Linked DNA regions of Capra hircus: region 1 is linked to region 2. A link is a contact called in public Hi-C data. All regions are on one chromosome and are shown on one strand. The core of a region is the stretch at or near the end of the contact, and the rest is flanking DNA. Distances in the headings are between cores, read along the strand shown.

The links. Hi-C and Micro-C count contacts between places; a contact is called where the count stands out from the background.
Region 1: a Hi-C map of liver shows a contact between it and region 2, with 3 times the contacts expected there. The contact joins the enhancer-like site here to the promoter of ARRDC3 in region 2. A contact is called at or near these places in 3 of 5 Hi-C or Micro-C datasets (blood and liver).

Annotation. Positions count from the first base shown.
Region 1 is chr7:19,925,688-19,932,050 of ARS1.2, reverse strand. The region is part of intron 87 of ADGRV1 (G-protein coupled receptor 98); the gene reads left to right. Among named protein-coding and RNA genes, the nearest start is that of ARRDC3, 240 kb to the right of the region's middle. Within about 2 kb of position 1,255, at least 1 of the 5 cell types and tissues checked has an H3K27ac peak or open chromatin away from gene starts, as enhancers often do.
Region 2 is chr7:19,679,495-19,686,041 of ARS1.2, reverse strand. It overlaps ARRDC3 (arrestin domain-containing protein 3), which reads right to left and starts at 1,616. Exons shown (of 8, transcript XM_005683433.3): 1 at 1,080-1,616. The coding sequence starts at 1,359.

The DNA.
Region 1 (6,363 bases), core at 6-2,505, 250 kb before region 2:
GCCAGTTTGTCTCCAGTCATTCAGACTCTTTGCCTTGGTGTTAATTTATCATTTTTCCAGAGTCTAAAACTCTGTTTTTATCTCACATATTACTCAGCTATTGGGGTGGGGAGAATATATTTTTTTATAAATATGTGCATATTTTATAACAGTCTTTCATATTAAGCTGTTAGGTGTAGTAGAAAGAGAATACAATTAAGTGTCTGCCAAATGACTTGGCATCTCTGAGCTTTAGTTAGCTAATACTTTCCAAAGGGAGATGCTGATTCTCACCCTCAGTTTTGTCCTAAGTATTATATAAATTTATATATATGTAAAATTTGTAAACTACAGGATATTTTACAAAGTCCTGTAAGTGAATAAATGGACAAAAAGAAATGTTTGTCTCAGAAAGCTGTACGAGATCAATGAGAGGCCAGAGAGGAAGTTTTGTAAGCGCAGTATTTTTTGTTAATTGAAGCTTAGTTGATTTACAGCGTCATGTTAATTTCTGCTGTACAGCAAAGGAATTCAGTTGTACTTTTTTAAAATCTTCTTTTCCATTGTGGTTTATCCCAGGATGTTGAATGTAGCTCTCTGCGCTAGACTGTTGTTGTTCATCCTTTGTATATACGCTAGTTTGTGTCTGCTAATCCCCAACTCCTTCTTGAGTCCTCCCTCGCCTCCCACTCCCCCAAGCCTGTTCTCTGTGTCTGTCACGGCTCAGTCTTTAAATCCCCTCTTCAGTCGGTGGCTCACCCCGCGAAAGGTCTCGTCCCCTCGTAGGTATTCCCCTGCTGCAGTCCTTTGTGATTATACTCACAGTGCTTGGCTCACAACACAGATCTGTCGTCATCACTTGTCTGCTTTTAAATGTGTAGGACATGCCTCAGGTTTCAAGTAAGTAACCTATGTGGGCAGACAGGTTTATTGTGAGACTCCAAGGATTGGTGGGACTGTAGAAGAATCAAACACTGCAGCCTCCTCCCCAAAGCATGCAGATGAGAAAAGCAAATATTGCGTGGGCCAAACGAAAGTTTTGGCAGGTAAACTCTCATAGGTGGCAATCATGTGCAACTCCTGTATATAAAATTCAATTTCCTTCTCTAAAGAGGGTTTAATTTTTCTTTTGGAAGCCAAGAGGAATATAGGCCAATCAGGTCTTTGGTCCAGGCACTGTGGGTTTCAAGCATTGCGATGGTTAATCCACTTACGGTCTTCACCCTCTCTTGGGGCAAGCACAAAGTTTGTTCAGGGTACCAAAGTGACTCAGCTGAAAGCTGATCATGTTTCCTGGAACTCCTCCTCAGCAGTCTCGGGACACCATTTTTTCATTCCTTAGTACTATGAAACTGCTGGATTCTCTGCTTGGTTTGTGAGCATCTGAGCAGCTGCTTTCTGCTGAGTTTCTTAGCCTTTCAGCCAACATGCAGGCAGCTTCGGCTGTGGCGAACGCCTTTACCATTCCCTTTTTCTTGGAGGTCTTGGCCCCTCAAGTCCTGGGTGCTTCAGTAGGTTTGAACTCTATTTTTTGTCTCTCCAACCTAGTCAGATGGCGGCAAGTCCTGGGCTACAACTTTCTGTTTGGCCTCTGGGCATCTCAATTTGCATTGGAAAATTCCCTGAAGAAAAAAAAGAAATAAACAGCAGTGAATATAGGGCTCCCCGCTCAGTTGGTTGTGCTTTTCTCTAGGATCTTGGTCCCTCGAATACTAGCTGTTTGGATGCCCTCCTCCTGCTGTTTTGATACTGTGTTTGTTGTTGTTTTGTTATTGTGGTTGTGTATCTGAAAGTGCATTCTCCAGCTTGTAGAACTGTGCTCAATGAGAGCTCATCAGATATAAACTCTACTAGAGCCGGGAACAAGTCTCAAATTCATCTCACCAAATTTCTAATAAATGTTTAACATAAACAGAATTCACATTAATAAATGAAGATATTTAAAGCCACTGCAGTTCATTGCGTATCTAATGGATATCTCTTAAAACATATGCACTGGGCTGGTGCTCCTGAGAACATCAATGAGGAAGCCTGAATGAGCATTAGGGTCAACTGTTGAGGTGCGTTTTATGTCTTGTATATCACCAGTATATGTACACACACACAAACACACATAGGTATAGTATTTTTTAAAAACTAAAAACTGAGTAAGGTCTTAGAATTTATAATCCATCTATTGAAAACAGATTCTAAGATGATATTCTGGCTATAGAATCGCCTTACACCTATTTCACAAAATTAGACCAACAGGACAAACAGACAACACAGAAACACTGAGGAGCATCTAAAGGTGCAAGTTCCACAAGGTTACTGCCCTCGGAAACAAGTCTGCCTTCTCAGAATGCGGCTTTTAAAAAAATGCCTGCAAAAATCCTCCTGACAAAACGATTTAAAGGCCTGAATTCAAATATAAGCTGAAATTTTAAAAAATACTTTAGATGGCTCCAGGAAGTCCTCCGTTCTTCATCCTTCAGAATAGATCAATTCTGTGTTGCTGTTTTCCTCTGCCAATATTTTAAATAACCTTCTCCTTAGCTTGAGAAACAGCATGAAATAGTGAGCTGAAAATATTTTGAAATACAGATACTCTCCTACACATTTGTGGCTTAGACAAGTTATTTAATTTTTCCAAAATGGGAATACTAGGATTTACTTTATAAGGCATCTGTGGACGTCAACCAAAAGCAATGTATTTTACAATTTTTAGTCATTTTTTAGTACATAATAGTTGTTTGGTGACATTAACTGCCTTTCTCCTTTCCCTCATGTGACACCATGATTGCATATGAATTTAAGATTATTTTCATACAGAGGCAAACCATGAGCTTCAGACCTTCATAGTGTATCACCGACATCAGTTAGTGGTGTTTCTGTCATTGCTGAGTATTCAGTGTGTGCAGAACCCTGATGATGTCGCAGGCCACATTCCCTAAGTGATCATCTCAATGATCTTATTGGCTGCAAGACCCTAGTTTATTGATACTATATAAGTCTGATATAAACATACAGCCTATTAGTTATAATGTATCCTTTGCTCCATAACTAACATTTTTTTAAAATTTCTAATTGGAGGGTGATTGCTTTACAATGTTGTGTTGGTTTCTGCTGTACAACAACGTGAATCAGCTATAAGTATACATATATCCCCTCCCTCTTGAACATAACTGACATTTTAGGACAACACTTCAGACTCTGTCAGTCTTGGAAACTCTCATCATAAAGTGGTGATATGGTGGATTACATGTATTTTACGTTATTGTTTAAGCCAGTATCGTTAACACTGAAATTTTTAAATCATCCCTTCAAAAAACAGTCTATCTAGAATATGTTTGTATATGTATGTGTTAGGCCACATGTCTCCATGCCTCTGGGCTCAATATATATTTTATAATGAAAATCACAATAGGACTAATATTTATTAAGTCATTTATTATTTATTAATAAGCTTATATTTATATTTATTATGTAAGCTTATATTTATAATATAATATAAGCTTATTATATGGAATTGTATTTATTTCATTTAATATATTTATTAGATTTATATTTATATATTTATAATATATTTCATTTACTATATTTATAATATAATGTATTTATAATATACACTTATATGGAATTGTATTTATTTATTTATTTGTATAATAATTGTATTTATTTATTGATTTCATTTAATTCTTACACACCTAGTAGCTTATCAGTTCCCCCACTAGTCCATGTGATGCTGGCATACTGTGGAACCTCTTATTATTTACTTATTCCACAGAGCCTTAGCAGAAGGCTGTGCTTATAGCAGCTATTCAACAAATGCTTGTTGAATTCAAATTTTTGCTAAATTAAAATGCATAAAGAAGCAGCTTGGATTAAAATGAATCGGTGAGCATAATTAACACATGAATTATTGTTTTGTTATCTTTCACTTATAAAACGACCACATTTCCACAAACGTTCATCTATTTTAACATTGGCGTTCACTATAAAGTCACAGTCTCCCAAAGAAGAGTCTCTGTTTGGCTTAATTGAAGATCTTCACTGGGGTCTGTAGGCCTGCAGTACCATACAGTAGACTCCAGATCAGACGGAAGGTTCCACAGTGAGTATGCTGCCCACAAGTCATCTGCCATCCTTCATTCCCCTAGTTGTGTAATTTAACCAGTCTAGATAAAAGGGACCTTGAGCATCAAGTCAAGTTAGCAAGTCAAGTTCCTCTGGCTTGCTTAAGACGTTTGTAAGCACTGAGAAAATTGAAACAGAAATAAAACACATGATTCCAGCCCTCAAATGCAGAAAAAGCTCTAAAATCACATGTGAAGTTGGTGGCATGTCTGTGGCTCCCATACAGATCCCTAGCTTTCTCTTCCTATCTCATTGTGCCCACCACTCTCTAAAGCCCCTGCTCTGAACTACTGCTGCAACTTAACTGCCTTCCACCTGGACCAGTAACCTGGTCTGTCATTTTAAATGTCATATAGACCTTGGGTGCATGTGTGCTGTGCTCAGTCACTCAGCTGTGTCTGACTCTTTGCAACCCCATGAACTGTGGCCCACCAGGCTCCTCCAGCCATCCGATTTTCCGGGCAAGAATACTGGAGTGAGTTGCCACTTCCTCCTCCAGGGGGTCTTCCCGACCCAGGGGTCAAAGCTGCATCTTCTGCATTGGAAGGCAGATTCTTTACCACTTGAGCCACCTGGGAAGCCCATATAGGCCTTACTGGGTAGGAAGAACTTACACCTGAGACACAGTTAGAGCCTCAGGCAGGGCTAGAAGAAATCAAGCATGGGATTGCACTGCCCAGGGTCCAAGCATCTCGGAGAGTGCCTGTTAAAGGAGACCCAAGAGCTGTGTTGAACTAAACAGGACAGATGAAGTGGGCATCCCAAATCTCTGGTAACATTCTCATCCATGAACTCCACCATTTTCTGAAATCCCTAACACACATTACTTTTCAGTGAATATCACTGAAGTTTAAGCATGGCAGCAAAAGCGCAGTACAGTTACCATTTTTCTAGGAAAACGTGGTACGTCTCTGGCTTTGTTTTTCTCCCCTTACATGATATTTGCTGCGAAGACAAAGACATAGAAAATTAAGCACTAGCTAGGGATAGACAGCACATCTGAAGTGACGAAAAGGAAAGGACACTGTGGATTCACTGGCTGTATTCAGTCCAAGGAGCAGTTGTCCCAGGTGTGCTTTTGGGCCTCTTAAAACGAAGTCAGGGATTCGGTGCTTGAGAAATCAGTGTCTCTCTTTTGCGTCTTTGCTTTCTCTGCTCTTTGAGGGTAAGGGCAGCCTTTTTGTCTGCTGACATGTTCACAGCTCTTTGTACTGCAGATTACTTGTTTCATCACTGAATGCCCACCCTCGTCCCCAGCACTAGCAAGAGTTGGAGAATCTTAAATAGAAGAATGCAGGAAAAAAGATTACTGAATCTGTATAACCTAATTATTAGAGGTGTATTAGTGACCTGATCATTTACTAAAAGGGAGTTTTTCAAAGGAATTTTTTCTTCTTTTTTAATGAGTGATAGGCAAAATAAAATTGAATAAATTTACCCATTTTTAAAATTAGAAAACCCACAGATATTTTCCCTTTTAAAATCTAGCAGAATTAACAGTTCACAAGGTAACCAGAGTTATTACAATGAGTTGGAGGGGGTATAGTCTTATTAAATGAATTTTATCGCAGTTGTAAATATTACTGAATTATAGGTGATATGCCTTTAAGGTATCCACTTTTCATGAAGAATCACTATAAAAATAAAAAGGAGGTTTACAGAGATGTGTCCCTTTACACTGCTCATCCCAAGTGTGAAAGTTAGGTGTCTCTGAGTCTGTGAGGAATCTGCTTCTTTTTACTTTTCTTATAATAATATGTATTAGTAAAAATTTTGTTCATAATAATTTTCCTATCAATAATCATTTTCTATTTCCCAGGACCTTTTTAGAAATATTCATGCTTGAAACAAATTTTATAAAAGGAGTCATTCCTGTAGGTGCTTTTCAGTATCACATTCCTATGAGATACTTTTGAGAAGCTTAACTTTGTCATAGCCTTTTGCTTTACTTTTATTCAGACAACCTCATTCATCATATTTTAAGGTTTCTTTCTTCCAAAGAAGCCAAGTTAGTAGGCATTGTAGGGAAAAACTCTGCAAAAGTTTTTCACATCTACTTGAATTTTGTCCATTTGCAAATTTTGTTGCTTCCAAACTGATAGTCACTTGGACTCCAAGGAGATCAAACCAGTCAGTCCTGAAGGAAATCAACCCTGAATATTCATTGGAAGGACGGATGCTGAAGCTCCAATCCTTTGGCCACCTGATGCAAAGAGCCGACTCTTTGGAAAAGAACCTGATGCTGGGAAAGACTGAAGGTAGGAGGAG
Region 2 (6,547 bases), core at 367-2,866:
AAGCACAAAATTACATAACCAGTTTTCACATTATATTCTTCTTGGGCTAGGAATTAAGTCATCGTCACCACCTGACGCGTGTAACCAATCTGCTGAGAGCAGAACAAGCGCCCCTCCTCACCACCCCCCAGAACTGGTCCGAAACAGGATTGAACCGCTTCTAACAAAGGGTGGAAACTTAGAAAAACAAGCTTAGAGTCTCCTATATTTCCACAATGTAACCATTTAAACAATAGATTGGAAATCTCAGGACCCCCTTTCCCTTTGACAACCGTTTATCTTCCTTTTCTAACCAAAAATCAAATCCAATGAGCCGAATACTTTTCAATTCCATTTGACTGGCAGGGGTTTCATTGAATCCACGTTCCAAAGTTAGGCATGATGCTCGGAAAAGAAAATTTCTGACCCTAAATGGCTTTTAAAACTGATTTTTAACACATCATCATGATAGGTGCTGTCCTTTAAAATAGAGAACGCCTGAGTAAATTTCTGAAGGAATTGGAAAGAATAGGGAAAAAACACGTGGGGTGTTCATACCATATGTCAAAATAACCCACAGAAACCCTTTATCGAGAACTACGGTCAATTCTCTAAAAGTCTTTTGCGTGTCAATATTAAAAAATGAAATACACCTATTAACCCACTTTAAAGTGTTATTTCTTCATTGAAGCTTAGTTTTTAAGACCTCAGGTTGCAGCGTATAAGGGAAAAATCTAATATTCGACTGCAGCTTTTAGCAATTCATTTGAAAACATATAAGTAAAATTACTGAGTCGGTTTTAAGCATAATTTATATGTAAGGTTGAAATGGATTCCAAACGTGTATGGCACAAACCAAGCCGGGTATAGAGGTAGTTGAATAAGTGCAGTTTGCAGTCACTTTGCAGATGCCTGCATGCGTTACGGCTTAACACACGATGAATGTCAGGGAGAATCCAAATCTTCTAACTTTGCTAACCTTTATCAAACTGCTATATGTTATGCTAGGAGCAGGATTACATTAATTCAGAAAAATTGAAAAGGCACTTTCCAAAGAAAGGTCTAATAATTTCCTAACAATGTTAAAAAAAAAAACTTACCTCTTTCGTGTCCAATTAAGATGTCTTTATGGTTGAAATATTCTACTTCTTCAGTGTAATTCTGTGTATAGGCAGTATTGGAGCCGGCGTTTCTCGATTCGGTCCAGCGTACTTTCGCATGTCCTCTTGCATGAATTTTAAGAGATTTTACTCTGATTTCCCCCGTAACTTCTAAATTCACCCTTCCTGAGACTGTATCCCCACTAGAATACACAGGGACATTGCTGTCATTAAGACAGTCAAAGCTTATTGTCAAACTCTTTACCTTTCCAAGCACCATGTTTATAACAAAATCTATAAAAAATATAATGTAAGACAAAAAAGTCAAGATCACATATATGATGTGATCCTCACTTAACACTGATCTATGTCTTTGCCGTGCAAAAAGCTTGCAGGCAGATCAGCGATTCTTTACAAATAGTTCATTGAGATTTCTTAAAAAGTCAGGGCAGCACAGAGGCTGCTGGCTGCTCCGCGCTCCTGCGAGTCTCAGTGGTCTCCTTACAAAGACGGGCGGCTGGAAGCTGCCAGCTCACTTTAAGAGGAGCTTTGTGAAAAACAACCCAGGTGCGCATGCGCACGCCGCGGCTGCTGTCGGCCCTCCCAGCGCGCCCCCTCCCGCGCCCGGCTCGCTCCCTGGTTCGTTTGCTCGCTCGCGGGTACAGTAGGTGTAAGCCACGGGAGGAAGACACTGGGGCTGCTGGGAGGCTGAACCAGACTTCTCTGCATTGTGGCCTCCTATTGGTAGGCAGGCTACCGTAAACCCTCGATGTGCTAGCCAGAGTCCCTTATCGAGCACACTCTAGTAGAAAGATGATGGCCGAGGGGGCCACCGGGGGACAAGGTTTGGGTGGGGAGCTGTTTGCAAAGGCCAGTAAGGATAAAACTGCTGAGTGACCGGCCCGAAGCATGCGTTCCCGGCACTGCAGGGTTTTGCCCACTGCCTGGATGGGAGGAGGAAAAAGTGATGTGTGTAGAGAGATGGGGGAAGGGGAGAAACCGGTTGGGCAAGGCCTGGTCGCTGAGCATAATCTTAACGAATTTCAAAAGAAAATGTAATAAAAATCAGAGAAGAGATAATGTTCAGTAGACAAGGGCATTCTTGGCTTGGGTTTTTTTTTTTTTTTTTTAAATTTAAAAAAGACCAGTGCCTTGTAGGCAGGGTGGAAATGACCTAGTCGAGACGTTAGAAGAGATTGCAACAAGGAGCAAAGAAGAGAAGCATCTATGATTTAATCATTATATTTTGCTTTCTCCTCCACTGCTTTCTCTTCCATCTCTTAATTCGATACCAGTGAAAACAACCAAGATGTTTGCTTGATGACACCAGGGGAAAAAAGGTTTGACCACTTCCTCGAAGGAAGAAGCCATCCTTTTTTTGAGACACCACCTACAGCTAGATTTGCAGGGTATGACATGATTGTAACTCCTGTGTCCAGAGGGTTAAGAATAGGATTTGGCCTAAAAAAATACCACCTTATAAAAGGCAGCATGACATAGTGTTTTAGCTGACATAATGTTTACAGCAGCATTGAAAAATCTTTGTTAGAAGTTAGTGAAGCCCAGAGGATGGTTTTTAAAAAAAGAATGATTTGTTATATAACTAGGACTTAATTCTGTGAAGCTTTAATTTTGATTTTCAGCTTTGGACTGTTCAACATAATAATTCACATAATATATCTATCTTAAGGACAAGTACATTTGTCTCTTCATTGAGAATGTTTTGATAACAAATTGGAGTGCTTTCCTGTATCACACTGGGAAGCAAGGCTTAACAGCATAAAATCATCTAGATTGTATGGAATCAATGAAATTACCTGTAAGAGAGAAATGGGGAGAACAGAATATGAATCTCAAATTATGTATACATAACCAAATACTCTTCGGAAGATTTTTGACTGTGTGTAAACTGCTTTATTTTGTGCAGTGTATTAAGATAGGATGAAGCTCTAAATCATGACCCATTGAGCTCATTGGTCTTGCTGTTTTTTTCTTTTTTAATCCAGAAACTCAGTTTTATTTGTTGCCTTTAGTTGAAAGGCAGCGTTTGGGAGTCAAGAGCATTGTATAAATTGCTTACATGGAATATAAATATGCAAACTATTTTGACAGTTAAAACGCTGGACATTTATCTCTGATAGAGCTTAGATGGTTTTGCTGAAAACTATGAATTCGTGTATTTCAATGGTGGTGAGGGGAAATAGTCTTTTTTCCCTCTTGGATGACACCTGGTGGCTTTTCTAGTTGTTCAAATACTTGGGATCTTGTACTGGCCTTGATAACTGATGCTATTTGGGTTTTTCTTGCCACCTAGTGGTAAAAGTGGTGAATTTGTGTTAGCTTAAGGTCAAACTATATATCTAGTGTTCAGATGACTTTGGGCGTGGATTTAAAAGTGAAGTTTATGGTGAGGCCTTTACTACCAGAGTTATTTTAAATTATTAAGGGCCAGTGAGCAGTGGTTGAATTCTTCAGAATTTTTAGTAAAATTTCTCCTTTACTAAAACCTCTTTACTAAAATCTCTTTAGTAAGTTGGAGTATAATTTATTTCTGAAAAAATAAGTCAGCTGTTTAAATTAAGACAACTAGAATTCCATTTAACCAAAAAGAATTCTGAAGAGATTTACTTGTATTTTGGAAAATTGTTTTAGCCCATTAAATGATTCAATCCTGTCATTATATTACATTATTCCTTCTGTCTGAAGCTTTTAGGATATTATAAATCATTCTAGTCATTATTTTTCTACTTCTCTGTTTTCTTTTTACAGTGTCTTCCTAAACGCTTTAGTAACTGACAAGTTGCCAAGAAATTGTTATCCCCTATCACTTTGACTCAAGATCCTACTCACTTACCCTAATTATAACCATTCTTCTCTTTGGATACAGTCATGTGATTATTTCTTAAACACCTAAACTTGAGTTTACTTTTTGCGTTTTGTTTTCCTCCTCCTGTTTATTCAAGCTATAAAACTGTCGGGAACAAACAACACTGGCACCTCTTAATCCCTGCTCGTGTCTTCATTTCTGTGAAAACACTTGGACTAAGTTTTAAATGTTTTGTCTCCTGACTTTTATAACCTCCCCCTTTTAAGACCCCTTATCTCAATATCTACCCTTTGGACAGCTTGAAATGTTGTACTGTTGCCATTGTCTCAGGCTTCTGGACTTGCTGCACTGGGCCCTAATTGTATTTTGTGTTACATTTAAGCTATTCATCTTTACCATCAAGACTCTTTCTTATTGCACCCCTGCCAGCGTCTCATATGCCATCTCTACTCTGCTAACTCTCTATACTCCTGTCAAGTACATCTTCTGTTGGCATTGTTAACTTGTCTCACTGTTGCCAAAATAGAGTTACAGGCTGCTTTTCTGTGCCCAGAAAGACATCCCACTGCTGTGTTGTCTTCTTTCTCTTCCTCTAACCCCTCTACTAGATTCACTCGGAACAGCTGAATAAAATTCTCACTAGGCAGAATAACCAGTTCCTCTTCCCCTTTTTATAGCTTCTTCAGAAATTGTGTAGGAATCTCTTCTTATGGTATTTGTTTCAGGGATTTTTTTTTTTTTTTTGCTCTGGCTTCGTGGCATGTGGGATCTTAGTTCCCTCACCAGGGATTGAACCCGTGTGCCCTGCATTGGAAGCATGGAGTCTTAACCACTGGACCACCAGGGAAGTCCCTTCTTGGATTTTAAATTCCTTGGCTGTTCCACCTTACTATGTAAAGTTTGAAACTCAAGCTCAACAACTCTGTCAATAATAGACAAATGACAATTGCTTTTAAGATATAATATTGAGGCCATATGTCAAAATTACTGCAGAGTCTGGAGTTTTCCATGTATAATATCAAAATGCTGAGTATCATTAAAAGCAAGGCATCTCAACTGAAAGTCTTGTGGTGTGTTTGTAAGAAAACTGTATCAGCTGTCAGAACCTGTTTCTTAAGGAGAAATATGAAGTCCATGCTTACTCCTGATTTTAACACCTGACAGGATTGAGTGCTGTAGAACTAAGGGAGATTCTGTTTGTTTGTTTTTTGAGTCTTAACTCTGCATTTCAAGATTTTGCAACTGTGGCTTACCTTTAACATCTTCAGGCTGCAACAAACTTGACTTTGATTTGGAGATTAGAGGTAGGATTTGCTGTAGCGTAGTATTAGCAAAATGAGTAAGATTTGCTTTCCATATTAGTTAATTATATGGTATGTTTGTTACATCCTTTTTATTTAATAAATGTTTTAATGTCTTTTGGATTTTGTGATAAAATTCAGTACCAAATTTGGTTTCTGTTTGCCATCATTAAGAAATAGTGTGATATGTATTATGTGAATGCCATTTAATCTAATTTTTGATTTACTGTAAAATCATTCATAAGTATTCTATTCACCCAGAGATGCCATTGTTAACATTTTGGTACATTTCCATCTAGCTGTACATCTAAAAAAAAAAGCATTACCAGTTAAGCAATTACAGTGCTTCTCATCAAGTACAATTTTTAAACTTTAAAAAGAAGGAACATAAGTGTTAGGTATGGAAAGAAAAGAAAGAAAGTGAAGTTGCTCAGTTGTGTCTGAGTCTTTGCGACTCCATGGATTGTAGCCTACATATAAGTTAAATAAGCAGGTTGACAATATACAGCCTTGACGTACTCCTTTTCCTATTTGGAACCAGTCTGTTGTTCCATGTCCAGTTCTAACTGTTGTTTCCTGACCTGCATACAGATTTCTCAAGAGGCAGGACAGGTGGTCTGGTATTCCCATCTCTTTCAGAACTTTCCACAGTTTATTGTGATCCACATAGTCAAAGGCTTTGGCATAGTCAATAAAGCAGAAATAGATGTTTTTCTGGAACTCTCTTGCTTTTTCCATGATCCAGTGGATGCTGGCAATTTGATCTGTGGTTCCTCTGGCTTTTCTAAAACCACAGACTACAGACTGGTTCCAAATAGGAAAAGGAGTACGTCAAGGCTGTATATTGTCATCCTGCTTATTTAACTTATATGCAGAGTACATCATGAGAAACGCTGGACTGGAAGAAACACAAGCTGGAATCAAGATTGCCGGGAGAAATATCAATAACCTCAGATAGGCAGATGACACCACCCTTATGGCAGAAAGTGAAGAGGAGCTAAAAAGCCTCTTGATGAAAGTGAAAGAGGAGAGTGAAAAAGTTGGCTTAAAGCTCAACATTCAGAAAACGAAGATCATGGCATCTGGTCCCATCACTTCATGGGAAATAGGTGGGGAAACAGTAGAAACAGTGTCAGACTTTATTTTTGGGGGGCTCCAAAATCACTGCAGATGGTGACTGCAGCCATGAAATTAAAAGACACTTATTCCTTGGAAGAAAAGTTATGACCAACCTAGATAGTATATTCAAAAGCAGAGACATTACTTTGCCAACTAAGGTTCATCTAGTCAAGGCTATGGTTTTCCCAGTGGTCAGGTATGGATGTTGAGAGTTGGACTGT